Regions from separate parts of the Mus musculus genome. Here region 2 is linked to region 1. Evidence: chromatin contacts called from public HiChIP or PLAC-seq data. All regions are on one chromosome and are shown on one strand. Each heading gives the region's core, a stretch centred on a gene start, on an enhancer-like site or on the middle of the called end of the contact. The rest is flanking DNA. Distances are from core to core; before and after follow the strand shown.

What was found. HiChIP or PLAC-seq counts read pairs in DNA pulled down with a chosen protein or histone mark.
Region 2: a contact with region 1 is called in an H3K27ac HiChIP or PLAC-seq map of embryonic stem cells, with 5 read pairs. The contact joins the enhancer-like site here to the promoter of Coq5 in region 1. A contact is called at or near these places in 4 of 39 promoter capture datasets (the C10 cell line, cranial neural crest, maxillary cranial neural crest and 1 more), 1 of 484 Hi-C or Micro-C datasets (nephron progenitors), 3 of 115 datasets of contacts at active chromatin or transcription factors (the SCID.adh cell line, embryonic stem cells and trophoblast stem cells) and 2 of 9 other capture datasets (adipose tissue and pancreatic islet).

What each region holds. Positions count from the first base shown.
Region 1 is chr5:115,277,006-115,281,746 of GRCm38.p6, reverse strand. Coq5 (coenzyme Q5 methyltransferase) reads right to left here and starts at 2,045. Exons shown (of 7, transcript NM_026504.2): 1 at 1,833-2,045. The coding sequence starts at 2,034.
Region 2 is chr5:115,400,940-115,406,114 of GRCm38.p6, reverse strand. It overlaps a transcript of Msi1 not described here. Among named protein-coding and RNA genes, the nearest start is that of A930005G22Rik, 26 kb to the left of the region's middle. Within about 2 kb of position 1,449, at least 105 of the 459 cell types and tissues checked have an H3K27ac peak or open chromatin away from gene starts, as enhancers often do. A contact at or near this core is called in embryonic stem cells, nephron progenitors and pancreatic islet, where this site is marked.

The DNA of each region.
Region 1 (4,741 bases), core at 796-3,295:
CTAAGCTCCATAATGAGGGAAAAAGTGTTCACATCACTCCTGTTACATTTTAAAACAAAAATAAAACAATATGATTCCCCTCAAAACTGTAATTTTTCTTAGGATTTAAAATTTTAAACCAAAATTAAGAACTGTAAAAATGTTAGTGAAATCCCATCTGTTGGACTTTTAAAAATATATTAATTTTTATTTTATGCGTGTTGAGTATTTGCCTGCATGTATGTCTGGGTGCCACATGTGTGCCCATGGAGGCCAGAAGAGGCCTTCGGATTCCTTGGAACAGGTTACAGTCTGTGGTTCTCAACCTCTAAATGCTGACCCTTTAGTTCAGTTCTTCATGTTGTGGGGACCCACAATCACAAAATTATTTTCATTGCTAATTCATAAGTACATAACAGTAGTTTTGCTGCTGTTGTGAGTCATAATGTAAATAACTGGATTTTCTGATGGTCTTAGGCGATCCCTGTGCAAGAGTGACTCTACCCTAAAGGAGTCAAACGTCTTGCTGTTATAGACAATTGTGAACAATCATGTGAATGCTAGGACTGAAGTGCTTGTAGCTGCTAAGCAGTTGTTTTCGTTGTTTAGTTTGTTTGTTGTTTTTTGGTTTTGTTTTTTAGGAAAGGTTTTGAACTTGTGATCCTACCCCAGGCCTCCTGAATGCATGGCACTGTATGTGTCAGACAGTTCTGATGTTTTATTTTTCTTGGAGACAGGGTTTCATAGTGTAACTCTGATTGTCCTGGAACTCTCTATGTAGGCAAGGATGGCCCTGAACTATGTGTGAGCGTGTGTTTTTAAAAGGAGGGGATAGCGTCTTTTTTTTTTTTTTTTTGGTTTGGTTTTGGTTTTTTGAGACAGGGTTTCTCGTGTAGCTCTGGCTGTCCTGGAACTCACTTTGTAGACCAGGCTGGCTTCAAACTCAGAAATCCGCCTGCCTCTGCCTCCCAAGTGCTCGGCTTTTTTTTTTTTTTTTTTTTTCTTTTTTTAGTGTCTTTCTTTAGTAAGAAAATAAGGATGTAAATTCTGTGTTAGACAAGTAGTTACTCTTCTAACTTACAAGTTTATACTTATCTTTGTGGAGGCAGTATCTCTCTGTCTGAGGCTGGCTTCAAATTCACAGTACAGTAAGAGAATTACCTTGTACTTGTAACCTTCCCCCACACACCTGCCAAGTGCTGGGAACACAGTTTACACCACCACACAAATTATGAGGTGCTGGGGATGAAACTGAGCCGCAGGAAGTGACAGGCCAGCAGCACTCGACCAATTGTGCCACAGTCCCAGCTCCTGGCTACCATTTTAAATAGTGCAAGCTTAACCTTAACCCTATATTCCCTCAGAAAAGTAGTAACAACAGTCACTAGTGGGAAACTGAAGTGAGAAATGGGTGGGGGGAAAATCTGTACACGGCACCTGGCATACGTATAGGACAATCTCGCAGTTGACGAGCGTAAAGGGTCATGCTGTGCTTCAAAGAGGGAAAAGCCGGGTTTGGTGGCGCACAGCCTTTAATGGCAGCGCTCCAGAGGCAGAGGCACAGGCAGGTGCATCTCTGTGAGTTCGAGGCCATCCTGGACAGCTCCAGGGCAGTCAAGGTGACACAGAGAGACCCTGACAAAAGGGGGCGCGTCGCCGGGGGCAGCGTCTCAAATGGCTGCAGTGGCAGTGACAGCAAATGAGTCCCCGAAAGGGAAGCTGGGTCTGGGAAGTCAGGACAGTAAGGAACACAGCTCCGGGGCCGACAGGGCATCCAATCAACCCTCAGTGAGAAAAGGAACCCGAACAGGAGCCCGACAGGTCCCTCCATCCACCCTCGCGCCCTCTGTCACCTTTGCTTCCTTTCTCCCCTTCCGACACGGTCTCAAACCCGAAGTGCGTTTCCGCGGCTCGCTTCTCCTGGGACAAGGACCGCGTTCCCAGCGTGGCCCATGGCCAGGATCTATGACACCCGGGGAGCCTGCAGTGTCCCGTGGCTCGCCACCACCCGCGGCCGCAGACGCGCCATAGAACGCAGCACCTGGGCGCCGCCATCGTGACACCCCGGCGACCGCGGGGCGGGGAGAACGTCGGGTTGCGTCACCAGCCGGGTGACGGCGGCCGACAGGAGACACATTAGTGGAACGCACCCCCAAACGCCTGTTTTTTTAAGGAGTCCTCCTGGTTTAGGATTTGGAAACCTGAAAGCCTTTCCTGTGTTCCCTGACTGAATCTAGAGTTTAGCAGGAATAAGCAGAATTCAGACAGAGGCCCTAATTATATTTCAGCGGCCATATTTCCATCCTGTTAGCTAGGACTAAAGACTACTATGGAAAAGACAACTGAATAGACCAGGCTGGCCCGGAACTCGCAGAAATCCACCCAAGTGCTGGAGTGTGCTCCCTCATGCCCTGCAACTTTTGTTTTCTGGTGCAGGAACTGGGTGAAATTGAGGCATGTTGTAAGTTAAAGATCAAAATTACATGATTTGAAAAAAAAATATATATATATGTATACACATATATGTGTATATATGTATATGTATATACACACATACATATATGTGTATATATGTATATGTATATACACACATACATATATGTGTATGTATGTATATGTGTGTGTATACATATGTGTGTGTATACATATATGTACACATACAAACATACATCTAAAGTAAAGTATATACACTTGTGTGTCTGTGGATGTATGTGAACGTGAGTGCAGCTGCCTGTGGAACCCAGAGATGTCAGATATCTTAAAACTGTAGTTTTAGGTGAATGAGCATAAGGATTTGGGTGCTGGTGACAAGCATTATAACTGATGAGTCAACCCCCCTGTGTGTGCCTCATGTGAATATATATATTTTTTAAAGCTGGAACTAGTTTACCTAGTCCAGAGTGTACTTGAACTCATAACATGCCTGGTTAAGTCAGACAGCACAAGCCTGAACTCCTCCCACATCGTTTTAGTGGCATCTGGAATGGTGTGCAGGTTCTAGTGCACACTTGAACAGTGCTGTGACACTAAACTCTACCCGAGTGCCTTTTAAATGTATTTAATTTTGGTTTGTTTGTTTTATGAGACAGGGTTTCTCTGTGTAGCCTTGGCTGTCCTGGAACTTGCTCTGTAGGCCAGGCTGACCTGGAACTCAGAAATCTGCCTGCCTCTGCCTCCCAACTGCTGGGATCAAAGGTGTGTGCCACCACCAACTGGTAGTATATTTAATTTTAAAATAAATAAATAATAATTAAATAAATTGTGTCTTTTTGATGTGTGTGTGTGCATGCACGCGTGTTCTCACACGTAGGCGTGCACATGCCAAGATCCATGTGTGGAGGTCAGGAGATGACTTTCAGGGGTCAGTTCTCCATGGCCCTGGGAATTGAACTCACATCCTCAGGCTTACAACTAAAGCACTGTGATCTACTGAGCCACCTTGCCAGCTCTTATCTTTTATGTTGAGATAGCATTTCACTAAGTTGGCAAGGCCTTGAACTCACTTTGTCACCTAGATACAGGCTTTGAACTTTTGATCTTCCTGGTAGGTGGGATTAAAGGCCTGTATCACTACACAGGGCCTTTAAAAATTTTTTTAAACTGAAGCCAGGCAGTGGTGGCGCATGCCTTTAATCCCAGCACTTGGGAGGCAGAGGTAGGCAGATTTCTGAGTTTGAGGCCAGCCTGTTCTATGGAGTGAGTTCCAGGACAGCTCGGGCTACACAGAAAAACCCTGTCTCAAAAAAACAAAACAAAAAAAATTGATTTTTTTTTATGGTCAAGATAACATATTACAGAACATCTTGTCCAAAGGCAAGTATAGAGATTGCTGAATTCTGCTTGAATGTTTCTGTTTTAAATCCCTTTTAAATGTATATTTTCTGTAAATATTTCACAAGGAGAAGATGCCAAGGATCCTAAGAAAGAAATTTTAAATGAAGAGTGTCTTCTCCATTCAGTATATCCTGACAGATGGACACCTCCTGCACTGGGATCCTCTGCCCCTCGCTTCCATTTTTATCAATGACAGAAGGAAGAAATTATTCATCCACACACTTAGCATTCTCGTGTCTTCATTCTGTGAAATAAAGTTTCACCACAGTATTTTAGAACTTGCTGTACTTCTGTTGTGTGTCAGAGTAGACCTTGGGATTTAGCTGTTCCTTCTGGACATCACACTACATTTTCCAACTGAAGCATGCTCTTCTCTCTCTCTCTCTCTCTCTCTCTCTCTCTCTCTCTCTCTCTCTCTCTCTCTGTGTGTGTGTGTGTGTGTGTGTGTGTCTTAGTCAGGGTTTTTATTCCTGCACAAACATCATGACCAAGAAAGCAAAGGGTTTATTCAGCTTACACTTCCACATAGATGTTCACCACCAAAAAGTCAGGACAGGAACTCACACAGGGCAGGAATCTGGAGGCAGGAGCTGATGCAGAGGCCATGGAGGGGTGCTGCTTACTGGCTTGCTCCCCATGACTTCCTCAGCCTGCTTTCTTGTAGAACCCAGGACCACCAGCCCAGAGATGGCCCCATCCACAATGGACCCTCCACTAATCTTGATCCCTAATTGAGAAATGCCTTACAGCTGGATCTCATGGAGGCATTTCCTCAAGGGAGGCTCCTTTCTCTGTGATAATTCCAGCTTGTGTCAAGTTGACACACAAAAAAGTGTGTGTGTGTGTGTGTGTGTGTGTGTGTGTGTGTGTAACTGTGAAGAATAACGAGTCCTAGACTTGATGGTGAAGCTCTGTAGCCCCAGCTACT
Region 2 (5,175 bases), core at 200-2,699, 120 kb before region 1:
TTTGAGGCCAGCCTGGTCTACAGAGTGAGTTCCAGGACAGCCAGGGCTACACAAGAAACCCTGTCTCGAAAAACCAAAAAAAAAAAAAAAAAGAAAGAAAGAAAAAAAGAAAAGAAAGAAAGAAAAGAAAAGAAAAGCCCAAACAAAAACAAACAAAAAAACACCAAATAAAAACAAACAAACCAAAAAACCCCAAAATAAAAACAAAATGGTGACTGAGAAAGACACTCCACAGGGACCTCCTAACCTACACGTTTGATAATGCACATCTGCACACACATGTATGCACACATAAACAAAAAAACCATGCTAAGTAAACACAGTTCTGGTTCCCTAGACAGGAAACCACACGTATCTCCCTCTACTTGAAATACCAAAAACTGGGCCGAATCCTGAGAAACAGAAGGCAGGTGAGGAGCTGCGGAGACTGGTGGAGAGGAGAGGAGAGATGGTTTAATGAGGCATAGCTGTCCCCCAGGTGAAGAGAGGCAGGCCTGGAAGGAATCGGGGCTTCACGGCACTGGGAAGAGCCTCTGATGCACACTTTGAGGTGGCTGACTGGGGGCTGGGCGTACAGCCCCACAGTAGGATGCTTGCCTAAGGGTGTTAAGACCCTCGTTCAATGCCCAGTCCCAGGAAGAGAGGAGGAAGTCCTGTTTGCCAAGTATACATGCAACCCTAGCAACAGAGGCTGAGGCGGCAGACGTGGTGGTGGGGGGGAGACATTACACCAAATAAAACACGTACAATGTGATTTCAGGTGCCCACAGATGCCAGGGGCATTGGCTCCTTTGGCGGTCCAGGCAGTTGTGAACTGTCTGATGCACGTGCCAGAATAGAACCCAAGTCTTCCTTAAGAGGCATCTCTGCAGCCCCTTCCTTGCCTTACACAGATGGGATGACACTATAACTTATTGACCTTTCTGGCAACGTATCAATTAGCATCTCAGATCAATATATTTTCCCCCCATCCCTTTTTATTTTGGAGACAGGGATCTCACTATGTAGCCACAGCTGGCCTGGAACTTGCTGTGTGGAACAGGCTAGCCTTGAACTCACAAGAGATCCACCTGTTTCTATCTCCTGAGTGCTGGGGGTTAAAGATGAGTCAAGTATTGGTTCTTCCTGTTCTCCCTGGCTCTTCCACAGTGCTTCTGACCGACCCACGATTTCCCTCAGAGATGAGGTTCCAACTTGTCTGCCTCGAAGCAGGTGACTGACCCCACAGGCTGCCTGCTTTGAGTTAGTCACCCTGTCTTGCAGGACCCAGCTAAGTGTCCAGACTCCCAGATGCAGGACTTCAGGCAGCTACCTAAACTCCGTGAGCCTCGAGTCTTCTCAGATGCCTTGAGGAGAGGCACAGAGCATGCAGGGTACAGCTCTGGGCCAGCTGGTGTCATCTGATCTCTCGGGAAGAAAAGGTGGGCAGGGCCCTGGGTCTGTGGCCACCTGCTTTGGGTAGGGCATTAAAGCTGTGGCGGGGAAGGTGAGGCCCGAGCTAGGCGGCCCTGGGAACCCGGGAGAGAGGCGAGGCTGGAGTGGAAACGTTTAGCAGGAGAACAAACGGGCTCCTGAATGGGAGCTTTTTATTCCTGCCGCACAGGGCTTTGTTCCCCAAACACGTGACACACAAAAGCCTCTGGTTGAATTCGGGAACCCAAATTGGTTCTCAGGTGGGGGAGGAGACGGGTGTCCGGATTTCGGGATTCCTTAAAGGGACAATGCCCTGGTTAGTCGGTCTCAGGGTTCAGTCCTCATTGTCAGGGGAGGGGAGGGGAGGGGAAGGGGTGGGTGTGAACTGGACCTGTGGGGGCGGGGCAGCTGTTCAGAAGAGGATGAAGAGGGGTGGGGGTGGGTTGAGAAGAAGTGGGGAAGAAGGAAGACAGCCCTGGCCCCCTGCCTGAGAAACAGAAAGCATTGAAAGGGAGACGAGAAAGGAGACAAGTTTAAAAAAAAAAAAAAAAAAAAAAAAAAAAACCTGGTTAGAAAGTTCTTAGTGCGTCCACCCGTCCTGCCTGGCCAAGGCTCGCCCTATTTCTCAGCCCCACTGGCTGCTGCCTGCCCTGCAGTTCCTCCATGCCCCAAGCTGGCTCTTGCCTCTGGGCCTCTCTGCCTTTGCCCTTTCCCGCCACCTGACCTGCTTCCCACCCACCCACAGGATTACACTGATCCGGTAATCCCAGCCGCCACCCCCTCAGAGGAAAGAGAGAAACCTGCTGCTATGTATGTCTCATCCATCTTGTGCCTAGCTCTCTCCCCGGAGGTCACCGCAATGCTTCTCACGGCGGGGGTGACACACCAAGACACCATACTGGAGCCTGCCCGCCTGCCCCGCCCCGGCTAAGTGGGGCAAGGGTGGTGGCCACCACTGCGCTAGTCCCTTCTCCGTGGAAAAGCCATTGTTTTAGAGTCAGGTGAAACTTTGTAGGTGGGAGTCTTGGGCAAGCCTCTGACTTCATTTCCTCTCCTCCTTCCTCCACCCCTGCCACTAACTAGCCTAATCTGGCCTTGAACTCCTGATCCTCCCGCTTCAGCCTCTTGAGTGTGGGGATTACAGGTATAGAACACCCTTCTCCGGGTTGATAGGTAATTTCTGAATCAGGTTTTTGTTTACCTATGGTGCTGGAGTCCCAGACTAGGGTCTTGAGTGTGCTAGGCAAGTACTCTAACATATTAGCTCTAACATGTTAACATGTTAGCTCTACACCCAATCCCACTCCAGCCAGCATGACTTGATGGATCCTATTTACAGATGAAAAAAATAGTCTCAAGAAGAAAGAACAGACCCGGAATTTGCAGCCCGCTCTCTCACCCCAAGGCGTGTGTTCTGCTTCTTTGACTCTGGTGCCCTCTCTGGTTTCTGAAACTTGGAACCCTGAGAGGCAAAACTGAAGGGGCTACCCCAGTTCCCTGCACCCGCATCCCGCCCCAGGCCTTGTTACATTGTACTTAGAGAGCTGAGCTCTACCCCACTGGCTCTGTGGTTTCATTACCTTAAAGTTTATAACAGACCAAGTTTCAAGGTGTACACCTTTAATCCCAGCACTCAGAGACAGAGGCAGGACGATCTCCATGAGTTCAAGGCCAGCCTGGTCTACAGAGTTCCAGGACAGCCAGGGCTGTATAGGGAGACCCTCTCTCGAGTTTTTTGTTGTTGGTTTTTTTTCTTTCCACTTGTATATACATGAATTGAAATTTAAAAGTAGAAAAATATTTTTGAAAAATTATATTTGGGGCTGAGGATATAGATTGCTGCTTAGTGTGTACAAGCCCGGAGTTTAATCTCCAGCGCCTCACAAATCCAGGGGTCCTGGGGACACATTCTTGCGTTCCAAGCATTTGGGAGGATCTGAAATTTAAAAGCCATCCTCGGTATTATTGAGAATTAGAGGCCAGCTTGCAGCTACAGACACTGTGACACTGTGTCCAAAAGAAAGAAAGAAAGAAAGAAAGAGAGAGAGAGAGAGAGAGAGAGAGAGAGAAAGAAAGAAAGAAAGAAAGAAAGAAAGAAAGAAAGAAAGAAAGAAAGAAAGAAAGAAAGATTATTTTAGAGTCTCCCCTGTGTTGTCCTAACTGCCTAGGAAGCTGAGGCAGGAGAATGCCCACAGTGGGAGCATGTCTTCAGCCTGGGGGGAGAATCCGGGGTACACCACAGTGCTGGGCTGAAGGGGAGACTCTGGAGTGCCCCGTGCTGAAGGGACTGTCAACAGGTCATTTTCAGCCCGGAGCTCCAGACTGGGCCTTGGGCACAGAGGCCCTCTAAGAAGGTTGTGCCCCCATGTTCCCTCCCTAAGTAGCTAAAGCAAGCTGGTTGTGCAGACCCAGCTTTGGGACGCGGGATCGGGTTGGGATTGTTCCGCTAATCCGCTGAGATCATCAGTTTCTGTGCCCTGTGCTCTGTGCCCTTCAGGTAGCGATTCTGAGCAGCTGCCACTGGGGGCAGGTGGGGGTGGGGGGGCTGGCTTCTATAGGCTTCCTCCAGCCAGTCTTCCCACCTACCTGTTGTCCTAGAGTCTGGCTACCCACCCCAAAATGTCTATCTAAGCTATACCAACCTTCCAAATAGCCACTCATCTTTGAGGCCTTATAACCTGCTCTATTCTGGAAGTAAGAGCCACATCCCTCTGGTTTAGGGGACCACACTGGGAGGTACCTTTGCCCTTTATCATGCCTTCTTAGCAAGTGACTTGGCCTCCTTCTGCCTCTGTTTGCCAATCTGTGAAATGGGAGTGTGAGACTAGTATCTACTACTTCAAAGGCTTGATGGGAGAAAGCAGGCATCTAATGAGGCCCAGCTCACTGGTTTGGGATGAAGAACTTGATATGAGGGCCCTCGAGATGACTCAGCAAGCAAGGGCTCCAGCCACCAAGTGTGACAACCTGAGTTTCAGCCCCCAGATCCTGGTGGTGAGAGGAAAGAACCAACTCTGGAATTTTTCCTCTCGACTTTCACATGCACACCACAGCACACACATGGGTGTGGAAGCCCCCCCCCCATAAGTAAACGAACAAATGTAAAATAATATAGAAAAGCATGATAATGAAAACTTAAAAAAAAAAAAACTTGATAGTGACTCCCATGTGGGCTAGCCTTATTCCTTTTTTTTTTTTTAATTGCTGTTGATTTGAGACAGGATCTTACGTAGCCCAGGCTAGCTCAGAAATCATCACTGCCTCATGTAGTCTAGGATGGACTTCTTCAGCTTCTGGGCCTCCTGCGAGCTGGGATTATGGTAACCCCATGCCCTGCTGTGCATTTCCCCTAGGCATTATCCCATCTTACCTTCTAGCCACCTAGAGGGGTAATTAACACCATCACTCAACGGACAAACCTAGGAGCAGAGGGTCTCTCTTGCTCGGGGTTCACTCTAAGTCACCCTGTTCTGTCTTCTCCCCTACATCAGTGCCAGCCTAGACTCTGTGCACATTGGGCAAGTGCTCTAACCTTGCATCTCCCTCTGATCTTGTTTGTCCTAGTAACTTCTAATCTCCAGTAAGGCTTAAGACTGTGGCTCTACGGAAGAAGGCAGTCTCAGAACCCGCAATAATCTATTAGATTCCGGCAGAGTTCATATGCAGGAGGAGAAGGGAAGGCAGCATCTGCAGGCTTTGAACTCTGCCGTTTCGCTTTGGTGAAATAGATTGAAGTCCTTGTGGTGACTAGTACAGGTGCAG